Linked DNA regions of Mus musculus: region 2 is linked to region 1. Evidence: chromatin contacts called from public Hi-C data. All regions are on one chromosome and are shown on one strand. Each heading gives the region's core, a stretch centred on a gene start, on an enhancer-like site or on the middle of the called end of the contact. The rest is flanking DNA. Distances are from core to core; before and after follow the strand shown. Region 1 has its middle 9.5 kb from the start of Btbd10. Region 2 overlaps Spon1 (spondin 1, (f-spondin) extracellular matrix protein).

Region 1 (6,076 bases), core at 2,170-4,669:
GATCTTAGCCATTCTGACTGGTGTGAGGTGGAATCTCAGGGTTGTTTTGATTTGCATTTCCCTGATGATTAAGGATGTTGAACATTTTTTCAGGTGCTTCTCTGCCATTCGGTATTCCTCAGGTGAGAATTCTTTGTTCAGTTCTGAGCCCCATTTTTTAATGGGGTTATTTGATTTTCTGAAGTCCACCTTCTTGAGTTCTTTATATATGTTGGATATCAGTCCCCTATCTGATTTAGGATAGGTAAAGATCCTTTCCCAATCTGTTGGTGGTCTTTTTGTCTTATTGACGGTGTCTTTTGCCTTGCAGAAACTTTGGAGTTTCATTAGGTCCCATTTGTCAATTCTCGATCTTACAGCACTTCCCTCTGGATTTTACACAGCTCGTGTTAATTACTAAATACAATCCAGATCTGTGTCTATCCTGAAGGGAAACTATGGTTTTATTATTTTTCTAGTTGATAATATTTTTGTGCAGGATAATATTCAGTTTTCTCCTAGACTAATAACCTTGTTGGGCTCATTTATTAGGTAAGATTGTTTATCTTGTGATAAAGCTTTTTATACTGTTGATCATGCAAAATAATGGCACATTTACCTCTTTTCTCCTTCTTATTACACATCTTTGTTTCTTATAGTTTTATCCAGTACCTGTAATATTTTAATTTTTAAATTATGAGGGATGCTACTGTTCTTTCTTAATATATGCTTGACCTTAAAAGCAGTGTGTCAATAATTTCTCCAGAAAATAAGACTCTTAATATACTGTCATATTCTCTTTCATAACTGGTCAGCAAAAGGCTCTTTGGAAATATAAAGCACTTGACTTTTAAAAATGCTTTCCTTATAAACACATATAGTCTTCACTTCCAGGATGTTAATTCCATGTACTTTGTCTGACTACAATTAAATGTCCATCACACAAATTAATTTTTTAATAACTTTATTTTATTTATTTTGTTTCTTTTAAGACAGGTTTTCTCTGTGTAGCTCTAGCTGTACTTGGAACTCACTCTATAGCTCAGGCTGGCCTTGAACTCTGCCTGACTCTGCTAGGATTATAGGTGGCATACCACCACCACAGAGCTTATATCTGCCTTATTACAGAATCCTTGAAAATAATATACATTTTATATTTCATTTTTTAAAAATTTAAGCCAGCAAAGAATGAAATCATGACTTTTGCAGGAAAGTAGATAGAACTGGAGATCGTGTTAAGCAAAATAAACTAGACTGCATCTCATATGCAGGATGTAGAAATATGTATTTGTAGGACATTAGAGGAGAAATGGATAATGAGAGGGCAAGAAGAGATCTATAGGAAAGGGGAATAAGAGAAAATAATGGCTAGGCAGGTGGTGACAGTGCACACCTTTATTCCCAGCACTGGAGGCAGAGGCAGAGAGGCAGAGAGGCAGAGAGGCAGAGAGGCAGGAGGCAGAGGCAGAAGCAGGTGGATCTCTGTGAGGCCAGCCTGTTCTACAGAGCAAGTTTCAAGAGCTATACAGAAAAGCAAGCCAAAGGCTATACAGAAAAACTCTTTCTCAAAGCACCAGGGGAGGAGGGGGAGATGTGGTGGGAGGAGAGGGGAATACATAGCTTTTCTTTATAAATAGTGAAGTTTATTGTATATTACAATCTTGTATAAAATATATGTGGCTTGTTTAAAAGACTTCATTTGTGTGTAAGGGTGTATATAAGACTAGAGTTAGAGTGATAAGCAGTTGTGAGCTGCCTGATGTGGGCGCTCGGGTCAGAACTCAGGTCCTCTGGAAGAGCAGCACGTGCTCTTAACTGCTAAATTATCTTTCCAGCCCCACTTTTTTTAAATAAAGAAAATATAAAATGAACATCCACTTTCCACCCTTGAGATTATATAATAGCATGCTGTCGGTATTTTAGAATTTCCATGTAGGATCTTTGACTTCTTTTTTTTTTTTTTTTTTACCATATTCTTAATGTTTATCATTACTCTCTTGTTTTTTTTTCCTAGTTAGCCATGTATCTGTGAATTTAAAAAACTACAACATCTAATTTTTTTTCAAATATCTGTCTTTGTAACTCACAGTCTGTATTTCCCATATTCCCTTCCTCACCACTCACCATTGCTAAGCCTCCATATTTTCCATTTTAAAGTTTTTGTTTGTCATTTTTTTTTTGCTTGTTAGTATCCAATATAACATAGCTATATATATGAGTTATTTTGAATAATAAGTTGCTCTAAGAATAAGTTTCAGGCTAGAATGGGGACCACACACTGGTAGATGTTCTCCATCAGCATAGTGACCCTGTCTGTATCTTAGCCCCCACCCCCCTCTCTATCCCCAGGAGGGAATCCTGCATTCTGCGAACTTAGCTTCAGCCTTCCTTCTTTGGAGAAGGCTGGATCCCTCTTGTACTAGAGGCTGCTTGGGTGGACCCTTGAAGGACAAATTCTGTTAGGCACTTGGAAGCCACCTTTTTCCACTTGTGGCATCCTTTTGCTTCTTGACTGACTGCTGTGTCTTGGGGCCACAAACATGCTAATTATGCTCTCTAAATACTGAATTACACTCCAGTTATGACCCATTATCTTGATCTCAGGATGCTTATGAAGCAAGGCATTAGGATTTCCAGAGTATGGTGGTAGATTAGAAGCTGCCTCTGTGTGAATCTCTGACTGTTAAGAAAAACAAGTCATGCCGGGCGTGGTGGCGCATGCCTTTAATCCCAGCACTTGGGAGGCAGAGGCAGGCAGATTTCTGAGTTCGAAGCCAGCTTGGTCTACAAAGTGAGTTCCAGGACAGCTGGGGCTATACAGAGAAACACTGTCTCGAAAAAAAAAAAAATCATGAGAGGAACTTCCAGAGTCATCCTACCAGTGTTTGGGTGGGAGAGGGCCACAAGAGACAGTCATGGAGAAGAGCATGGCAGATGAGGACATACTAAGAAATTTAGACAGAAGGGAATTTGGGCTGTGAAAGCACAATGTTTCTACTCTTTGAACCAAGGAGCAAACTTGGTAATATGAGGATAACAATAGAGAATTGTAAGCTTAAGTCTGTGGTCAGCAAACTGCTCATTGAAGGCTCTGAACCCAAGCACACTGGATCACTTGATTTCTGCAGCCTCCACCCACCCACGAGGTGTTTGACTGCTAGGCATAATCTGAAACTACTAAACTTGAGTGCTAGCTTCTCTCTCTGTTCTTCCCTCCAGAAAAGAGCTCAGATCTCTACTTCACCTGCTCTCTGAGACATGTAGGAGATAGCACTTGGCTTACACATAGACACCCCTTCATACACAAATCAATAATTCTCTGATGCAAGTGAAAACCTCTTCCACGGGTTGCAAAGCTCAGTGTGGTCAGCATTTGCTTCTGGGGCACATAAAAAGGGAAGTTTCTAAGATGAATGTAGTATCAAAGCAATCATGAGGCCAGCCCAGCACTCTGCTGGTACAGTGCCAGGTTTAGGAAACACAAGGGACTCCGCCTTGCAGATTCCAAGAGACCCACACAGAGGCTTCTCCAATTCATTGTTTTTTAGTTTCTTTTTCTCATCTTTTGACTTTTTGCTATATTTTATAAAATATTTATTTATTTATTTATTTTGTAATTTCACACATGAATTTAGGTCATTCTCATCCCTCTTCCTCCCCCTAACTATTCTGGGGACATGCCCCACCCTTTTCCAATGTCATGACCACCTCTTCCTCTTTTATTCCAGCAAGTTTAATTAGTGCTACTGGTATGCACATGGATAGAGGGTGCCATCTACTGGTGGATGGGTAAACGACTGTGGGCTATGCCACTGAAAAGGGACTCCCTTTTCTAGAAGCATCAAATGCCAACCACGCCTCATCTAGGGTTGGGGTGGAGTCTCATGAGTCTCCTCCCTCTTTACGCTGGCGCACTGACTGACTCACTCTTGTACCATTTTCTATGCTGGCAACCACGGGTTCTATGAATCCATGAGTGGAATAGTCATGTTCAGAAGACATTTTGCAACAATCTTCCCATGCCTCTGGCTTTTCCAACCTTTCTCCCTCCCTCTTCTGCAAGGTTCCCTGGCCTTTTGAAGTGTGAAGATGAGATACAAATGTCCTGTTCAGGGCCGAGCACAGCACAGTCAATTATTCTCTGCAGTTTGGCTTGTTGTAATTTCTATATAACCACCACTGCACAGAGGAGCTTCTCTGATGAGAGAGAGCTGCATTGTGGGTACAAGTATTTAGAGGGCAGTTTGACACTGTGTCCCTTTAATAAAATTGTGGGAGTAGGGCCTATGCCCTCTCTAACCACAAGTTCTTGGCCAGATTTAGTACACAAGAGTTCTTTCCTGTGTAGTGGGACTTAAATCCAATTAGGAAGTTTTTGGTTACCCTGTAACATTCATGTCATTATTGAACCAAAGGGCATGTCTTGTCAGGCCACAGATTATTGGAGCTTGGAGGAATCATGGCTGAATAAGACTGTTAACTTTTTTCTCTCCTAGGAACCTGCAAAACACATTCCAGCACTGTGGAAGCTAGCCAGCAAGGATGATGCTTCCAGATCTGTATCAATTTGGTTTTTCGAAGTTCTACGAGCAAACTATGTGGTGTCTTCAACAACAGGGTCTTACCATCAAGTCCCAGTGGGTAACCAAGAACAACGGCAATAACCTGTACTCTTTGGGTGGCTATTTTAAACCTGTAAAGAATTATTTTTTGTCCTTAATTTTAATCATGTTTTCTTTTCATTGTTAAAGTATGTTTTTTATCTTGTGCTCTTTCCTTTCCTTATGTTCCTTTTTGAAAAAAAAAAAAAAAGTTTTTCTAGCTGGGCTCGGTGAGACACACCTTCAGTCCAAGCACTTGAGAGGCAAAACCAGGCAGATTTCTGTGGTTTCAAGGCCAGTTTGGTCTACAGAGTGAGATGTTGTAGATGTATCTGCAATTGTGTTGTAATCTACCCATTGAGGATGGACAATAATATAGTCACTTATTCTCTGCAGTTTGGTTGTGGTTTTCTGTAATGATCTCCATCTGTCCAAAAGAGATGTTTCTTTGAGGAGAGATGAGATCCACACTTCTCTATGAGTATAAGAATAAATATTTAGAATGTACGGTAAAATTATGCCGACTTAATAAAATGGGAGTTATATGTTCTCCCCAAGACCCATGACCACACTTGCCCCAGATAGTTGGCTAGGTTTCCAGTACCAGGTGTGATTTCCCGCTTATTGGGCAGGCCTTTTAAAAAACTGCTTTATTTGATGTAAATAAAAATATACCTAACAGTTTCTTCAAAGGTCAAGGACCACTCTCTGTTGCAGGATATTCCATCACACTGTGAACTCTGAGATTGTTATTTTTTTAAAAAGGATTTATTTTATTTATAAGTACACTGTAGCTGTCTTCAGAGACACTAGAAGAGGGCATCAAACCCCTTTTATAGATGGTTTGTGAGCTACCATATGGTTGCTGGTAACTGAACTCAGAGCCAGTGCTCTTAACCACTGAGCCATCTCTCCAGCCTAAGATTGTTACCTATTGAAAAAAGTTGTTCCTAGTTGTGGTGTAGCTGAGCCCTTAGCACATACCTTTAATCCTAGACAATGAAGGTGAAGTTAGTTTATAAAAGGAAGTACCCATGTTTGAGAATGGCAGACAAAGTGATGAATCAGAGAAAAATTTGACAGAATAGGATATTGTTTTAGTCAGGGTTTTCTAGAGTCACAGAACTTATGGATAGTCTCTATATAAAAAAGGAATTTATTGATGACTTACAGTTTGCAGCCCAATTCTCAACAATGGTTCAGTAGTAGCTGTGAATGGAAGTCCAAGGATCTAGCAGTTACTCAGTCTCACACAGCAAGCAGGCAAAGGAGCAAGAGCAAGACTCCCTTCTTCCAATGTCCTTATATTGTCTCCAGCAGAAGGTGTAGCCCAGATTAAAGGTGTGTTCTACCACACCTTTAATCCTAGATGACCTTAAATTCACTCGGAGATTTAATCTTCTGGAATCCATAGCCACTATGGCTCAAGATCTCTATACCAAGATCCAGATCAGAAACTTCTATTTCTAAGCCTCCAGATAAGGGTCACTGGTGAG
Region 2 (6,076 bases), core at 2,196-4,695, 500 kb before region 1:
GACCAGAGTTTGAATCTCTGGGACCCAGGTAAAATAGTCAGGCATATAGCACAAACTTGTCATTGCACATCTAAACAGAGATGGGAAGTGAAGACAAGAGAATTTCCTAGGAGCTCCTAGGCTACATAGCCTGGCATACACAGTTAAAACAAAACAAAACAAAACCAACCAACCAAACAAACAAACAAAAACCAAAGAGAACCCATTTCAAACAAGGTTGAAGGTAAAGACTGACATCCAAGGTTTCTTTTGATCTTATAAGTACATGGAACAATGTTCATATTTACACATACAGATGTGCACACCCACACTCGCACACGCACACACACACACACATTATTGCTCACTGCTTTTTATTCTTGTGGCTATATTTCATCACCTATGGAGGAATGGTCATAATTGGGGCAATAAATGATAGTTCCAAGTTCCACTATTTCTTTTCTTAACAGATTTGATTTGATTCAACAAGAAAGCAAGGCACATAGAGATTTTGATGAAAAGCTGGCGTTTGCTAAGTGATTAAATACATTAAAAAAATCCCTCTGCTCTGCTTAGGTTTAAATGGTTTTCTTAATGTGATCATTTTGATGTTAATTTTCTCATGGGTCTGCTGATTCCAGGGATCATCTATAAGCACACAGACGAATGAGGACTTGCTGGGCCTTTTCAGTCCATCAAGTTGGAAGGAGTCTTTGTATAGATTGTGTGATCACCCATTTTCCTAAGAGTTCAGCCTGAGAGAAGCAACTAGAGACACATCATACTATTTCATTATTGCTGTGCCCCCTGGAGGTTAGCACATACACAGCTTAGACAAGGCTTCCTAAGATCAGCACTAAGGCGCCAAAGATTCTTGTCAGCCATGGGGCTGGGGCTGTCTGTGAAGTGTCTCCTAAGAACTTTCAGATTCTGGAAATAAGCCTGGCTTCTGCCAGTCCACCTAATAGAACCACACCTCAGTGAATGATGAGCCTAGATACCTACAGGGGAAGATTAAGATGTAACCTATGTGTGAGTCAGAACAACCTTGAGTCCAGCTCATGGGAACCGAGTATAAGAAAGAAAGAGGGTAAGGGATGAGATTGTTATTTAAGAAACAAGAGCCTAGGGGCTGGAGAGATGGCTTAGAGGTTAAGAGCACTGACTACTCTTCCAGAGGTCCTCAGTTCAATTCCCAGCAACCACATGGTGGCTCACAACCATCTATAATGGGATGTGACGCCCTCTTCTGATGTGTCTAAAGAGAGCAACAGTGTGGTTATTTATTTATTTATTTATTTATTTTTAAAAAGAAATAAGAGCCTAAAGAGTGAGATGTTCCTTGTTTGGAAAAAAGCTAACAGAACCATTTATCTGCTAAATGGCTTAGAGAGAAGACCTCATCCCATGCGTAGAGATGCACACCAAGAAGTTAGAAAGGGTCTTGGCCAGAGAGTCCAGAACTCCCACCCTGATGCCAAGCATCCGACTATCTCCATAAAACTCTACTTAACATTTGACTCTAGCCTTTTTACAAGAAGACAGTGCATGGCTCTGACATAGACAGGGCTGCAAAGTACTGGCCATAGAGGATTCAGCATTGACAGGGAGCAGTGGCTCAAAGCATGGACTCCTAGTGTCAATCCCTACCCTCCGCTGCTGACTGTAAATAGCTATTTGAACTCTCTCTACCTCAGGCTTTTCATCTGCACTATGGCTGATCCAATAGGCTTTAGCATACAGGGCTACAGTATAGATTGCATAATTAAGCAATAGAAGGTGTTTAGAATAGTGCCTGTCATATAGCAAACACTCAAAATTATTAGCAATTATTATTTCCCCAGTAGACCTCTCTCCAACCTTTCTTAGTAGTTTATGGTTTGCTATAGTTGGAGAGGATTATTCCTTCTGAAAAGGCTAATTGCTGGAAAGGCAAATAAAAATTCTGCAAAAATGAATAGAAATGAGATAGCTAAGCTGTATAATTATAGAGCATTTTCCATTTTCATTGGGTTACCTAATAACTTCTAAACCAGTTCCGATGTTTAAAGTCTTATTTTTTCACAACAAATTAATGAACAAGCATTTGAACATAGACAGCAATAGCTACCATGCACGTACACACACACACACATACAAACACACACACACACACACACACACACACACACACACACACATGCATCCACATTCAATCTTGCGTGTATGATGTGTGTGCTTGTCTGGGTTGGAGTCTGTGAATGCAAGTATGCCTTTGCACTTCTATGGGGCTCAGAGGACAATCTCAGGTGTCAGTCCTTACATTTGATCTTGTTGGGAACAGGTTCTCTTGTTGTTTTCAACCTGTAGATGTCAGGCTAGCTGCGCTGGGAGCACCCAGGAATTGCCACCTCTGCTTCCATCTCATATGTTACAGATGAATGATGGGATTGCAGGGCTGAAGCACCATGTCCAGCTTTATGTGAAGTCTGGGGCTCTGAACTCAAGCCCTCAAAGTTGCATGGTAAGAACTTTACTCACGGAGCCATTTCCTTGGCTTATTGTACGTTATTAAATCACATGGTGTGGGGGTGGAAGGGCAGGCTGCACAACAGAAGCAGATCTAAGCTAGGCATAATCTGAGCCCAGGCCCCATCTGTAAACACACGGTCTACTTTATTAGGATGCTCCAATCCCAGGCTCAGGGGTAGCTCAGAGCTAAAGTGCTTAGTTAGCATGCACAAGGCACCAGATATGATCCCTAGCACCAGAAAAAGGACATCTATTAGAATATTTCACTCTAAGTAAAGGGTGTTTATGAACTTGCAGTCTGAGGACCAGACTTGGAAGTGGTAAAATCACAAGGTTAGTGTCCCCCTACCCTCCAACCCATGACACTCCTGTCTGCTACTGGTCTTTTTTTGGGAGAAAAGCTCCATATTATTCAGGTGCCATGCAAGTTCTGAGGGTGGTTATTCCAGAGAGCCACCATAGGCTTTTTAAAGGTACACAACTGTGCATTCCTTAATTAAGTCCTGTGAATTATTCCAAGGAACCTCTTCAGAATAATCACTGTTTCACAAAAATAAGAAGACAGCACCAATATAAGGTACATTATCTCCTACCCAGGGAATCAAGCCGAGTAATTAGAGCTTAAGGCGGATCCAATTATCCATAGCACACAGCCAGATTAAAAATCAGAGCTACGTGAGGAGGCAGGGCCCAGGGGAATTCAGAAAGCCCTGTTGCCTGAATTTCTGCAGCCAGCTTAACCTGAAAGAGCCCTCCCTCACCTCTCCCTCCCCCGTCTGCATGTTCTTACCCTGTTCACACAGCTTCTTGGTCAGGGAGCCCTCGTCTTGAAAATAAATTATGCGTTTCTGTACAATGCTGGCCCTGTGGGGAAAGAAGACATCAACACAGTGGTGAGATGGGCAGGTTTAGAGGGACAGTCAAACACAATCCTTGCTTAGAAGCCCATGTTCGGTGGCTCTGTGTGCTGTTTCCCAAGCTCTGTGTGCTTCTGTCTCTTCATTCATAAGCAGACAAGCAATACCTGCCCCATGATGTCACCCTGAGAACTGCCAGGCAATGTATGTCAGCAGCCTAGCACGTGCCTATAAACCATTCCCTCCCCATTAGGTGCTGGATTACTATTGATGGCACTGCTATTAAAGTAAGAAAGTAAACCAAGGACATTTTCAGCATCTTTTCTCAATGGCTCATTTTCCCATCCTCTTCCTAGTAAATGATGGAGGCTGTTTATAGACCCACCACATTCAGATTTCAGAAGCATGTCAAATCCTTCTCCTGAAGGGAAAAGAGGAATCTAAAACTATTTTTTTTATTTGTTCTAAAAATGTCATTCTATATCATTCCTGAAAGTCTAGACAAAACCGTCTCCTACACTCTGAACAAAGACCGCGTCAGCTGCGGTCTTTCTCCCTTGAACACGTCAAACGTGGGCTCTTAGAATTTAGAAAGCATAGTTTGAGGTTGCAAATGACTTAGCTTTGGTCAGCACATATTTCCTCTTTCCTTTGTGACAGAACAGAAATGCAGTTTCTCCCTTAACTCATTCTCTGTTTATTTTCCATTGGCCTGGAGAAGGATGGATCCTGAAACCCAGTGTTCCAGCAATTTAAGAGTCTACAACACTTAAAATTGAGCTGGTGCCGATAAATCTCGAGCCATTTCTATTGATTTTCTTCAGCAATGCTACTCAATCAAAAGGTAATTTTCACTTCGATTCACCCTATTTAACAGATAAAGGCATCCCTGACTCCATTAGAGCTGACCGCACTGAACAACGGTCTGACGGCCATGATTCCAGACCTAGGAACTGGCCCACGTTCTCTGTGGGGATCTGTGCTGAGTAGAGACAATTTCCCCAATGGTCTGGGCAAAGGCCAAGATGACTTTCCAAAGAAATGTCTATGCTACATCCAGTCTTGCACAAAAGAGTACAACTCAGGCCAGCTTTACAGATGTCTTTTACAGTCTTTCCCCACCCAAGAGAGACAAGATGTTGAAATAAGTAAATGAAATATGCTTCCTGTCTACACAAAACGACTTTGATCATTTTATCTATTCTCTGGACCATTAAGTGGGAAAGTTCCCTCAGACCAAAAGAGTAATAGCCATCCCTACCTCAAAACCAAGTAGCAAAGCCTCTTGTTCTTACTTGTCAGGGTGCCTCTCTCACCCTGGGCCTGAGGGACCCTTGCAGGAGCATAGACCTCCTAGGAACAGTCTAAGAATCACAGTTCTGGTTCAGTGGAAGGCTCCTTCCTTTTGTCTTCTTGTAGTATTTACGGGCACATTTTCAACAAATTGATTGCCAGAGGGCATGTTTAGTGGCTGGCACTGAGGAGGGTACCCGGGGCCATTATGAACAATAGGGATGAGGGCTACTCGGCTCATTCCCAAAGTTCATATCACAGGAAGGGGAAGCAAAAAATAATCAAACCCACAGCTAATGGTGATTGAGTGCTACCATGTAAACATCTACAGAGTGCAGAAGGGAGACCTGACCAAGCTGGGAAACGCTTCCCTGGGAAATAATAGCTCAGCTGATATTGGAAGAGCAGGCACTAACTGGGGAATCAGGAGAGAGAAGAAAAGGAGAGGACATTGTTTACAAAATCATTGAGGCAGGGATGACATGGGCTTGCTGGAGGATGCATAAGTGGGAAGTCAAGGAAATGACGTGAGGGGAGTAGGGAGGTAAGTAGCCATCACCACGTGACCCAGGGCCTGCTGGGAAATGGCCTTTCACTCAAAATTTGATAGATGTCTTTGAGGAGCATGCCCCAGGACTGAGATAACCAGATCTGTTCTTTCAAAAGAGTACTTGGGCCAAGGTGTGACAATAGGTTGGTGTGTCATGTGGTAGAGAGGACTCATGCAAACCAAGCTTTATTTCAATAAAGTTCTCTCTCAATAAATATTTGAGAATGACTGGACTACAGGGATATTATTAGCTTTTCTGCTAGCTAGTTTTATGTCAACTTGACACAAGTGGAGTCATTTTGGAAGAGGGAACATAAATTGAGAAAACGCCTCCAATGGACTGGCCGGTAGGACAACTTCATAGGGCATTTTCCTGATTGATGAAGGGGGGAAGCTTACCCCTGGACGGGTGGTCTTGCAGGCTATACAAACAGGTAGACTGAGAAAGCCATGAGAAGCAAGCCAGTAAGTAGTATTTCTCTATGCCTCTGCATCAGTTCCTGCCCTCAAGTTCCGGCTCTGACTTCCTTTCATGATAGCCTGAGCTACACGATGAAATAAATCCTTTCCTCCCCAAGTTACTTTTGGTCATGGTGTTTTATCATGGCAATAGAAAGCCTAACTGAGACAGATTCTTCTCCTGTTGCTTAGGCAAAGTACCTGACAAAGAACAACTTAGCGGAAGAACGGACTGTGCAGCTCCCAGTCAGAGGGAACACAGTTCATCATGGCAGGCATCACGGCAGGTAAGGCCTGGAGATGCAGGGCTCTGTTGAGACAGAAGCACAACAGCCACATACTTGCATCTCAACAGGTCAGGAAGCAAGGCAGCGCTATGAACCTCAAGCCTGCCCACCAAAGAAGGGCATCATGCCCATCGTGGAAT

The links. A called contact is a pair of places that touch in the nucleus more often than the background predicts.
Region 2: a contact with region 1 is called in a Hi-C map of the N1E-115 cell line, with 9 times the contacts expected there. The contact joins two enhancer-like sites. A contact is called at or near these places in 2 of 39 promoter capture datasets (embryonic stem cells and hippocampal neurons), 1 of 484 Hi-C or Micro-C datasets (the N1E-115 cell line), 1 of 115 datasets of contacts at active chromatin or transcription factors (T-cell acute lymphoblastic leukemia) and 1 of 9 other capture datasets (liver).

The regions. Positions count from the first base shown.
Region 1 is chr7:113,375,799-113,381,874 of GRCm38.p6, reverse strand. No RefSeq gene overlaps it. Among named protein-coding and RNA genes, the nearest start is that of Btbd10, 9.5 kb to the right of the region's middle. Within about 2 kb of position 3,419, at least 158 of the 459 cell types and tissues checked have an H3K27ac peak or open chromatin away from gene starts, as enhancers often do. A contact at or near this core is called in the N1E-115 cell line, where this site is marked.
Region 2 is chr7:113,876,455-113,882,530 of GRCm38.p6, reverse strand. It overlaps Spon1 (spondin 1, (f-spondin) extracellular matrix protein), which reads right to left. Exons shown (of 16, transcript NM_145584.2): 4 at 3,281-3,354. Among named protein-coding and RNA genes, the nearest start is that of Spon1, 110 kb to the right of the region's middle. Within about 2 kb of position 3,445, at least 8 of the 459 cell types and tissues checked have an H3K27ac peak or open chromatin away from gene starts, as enhancers often do. A contact at or near this core is called in the N1E-115 cell line, where this site is marked.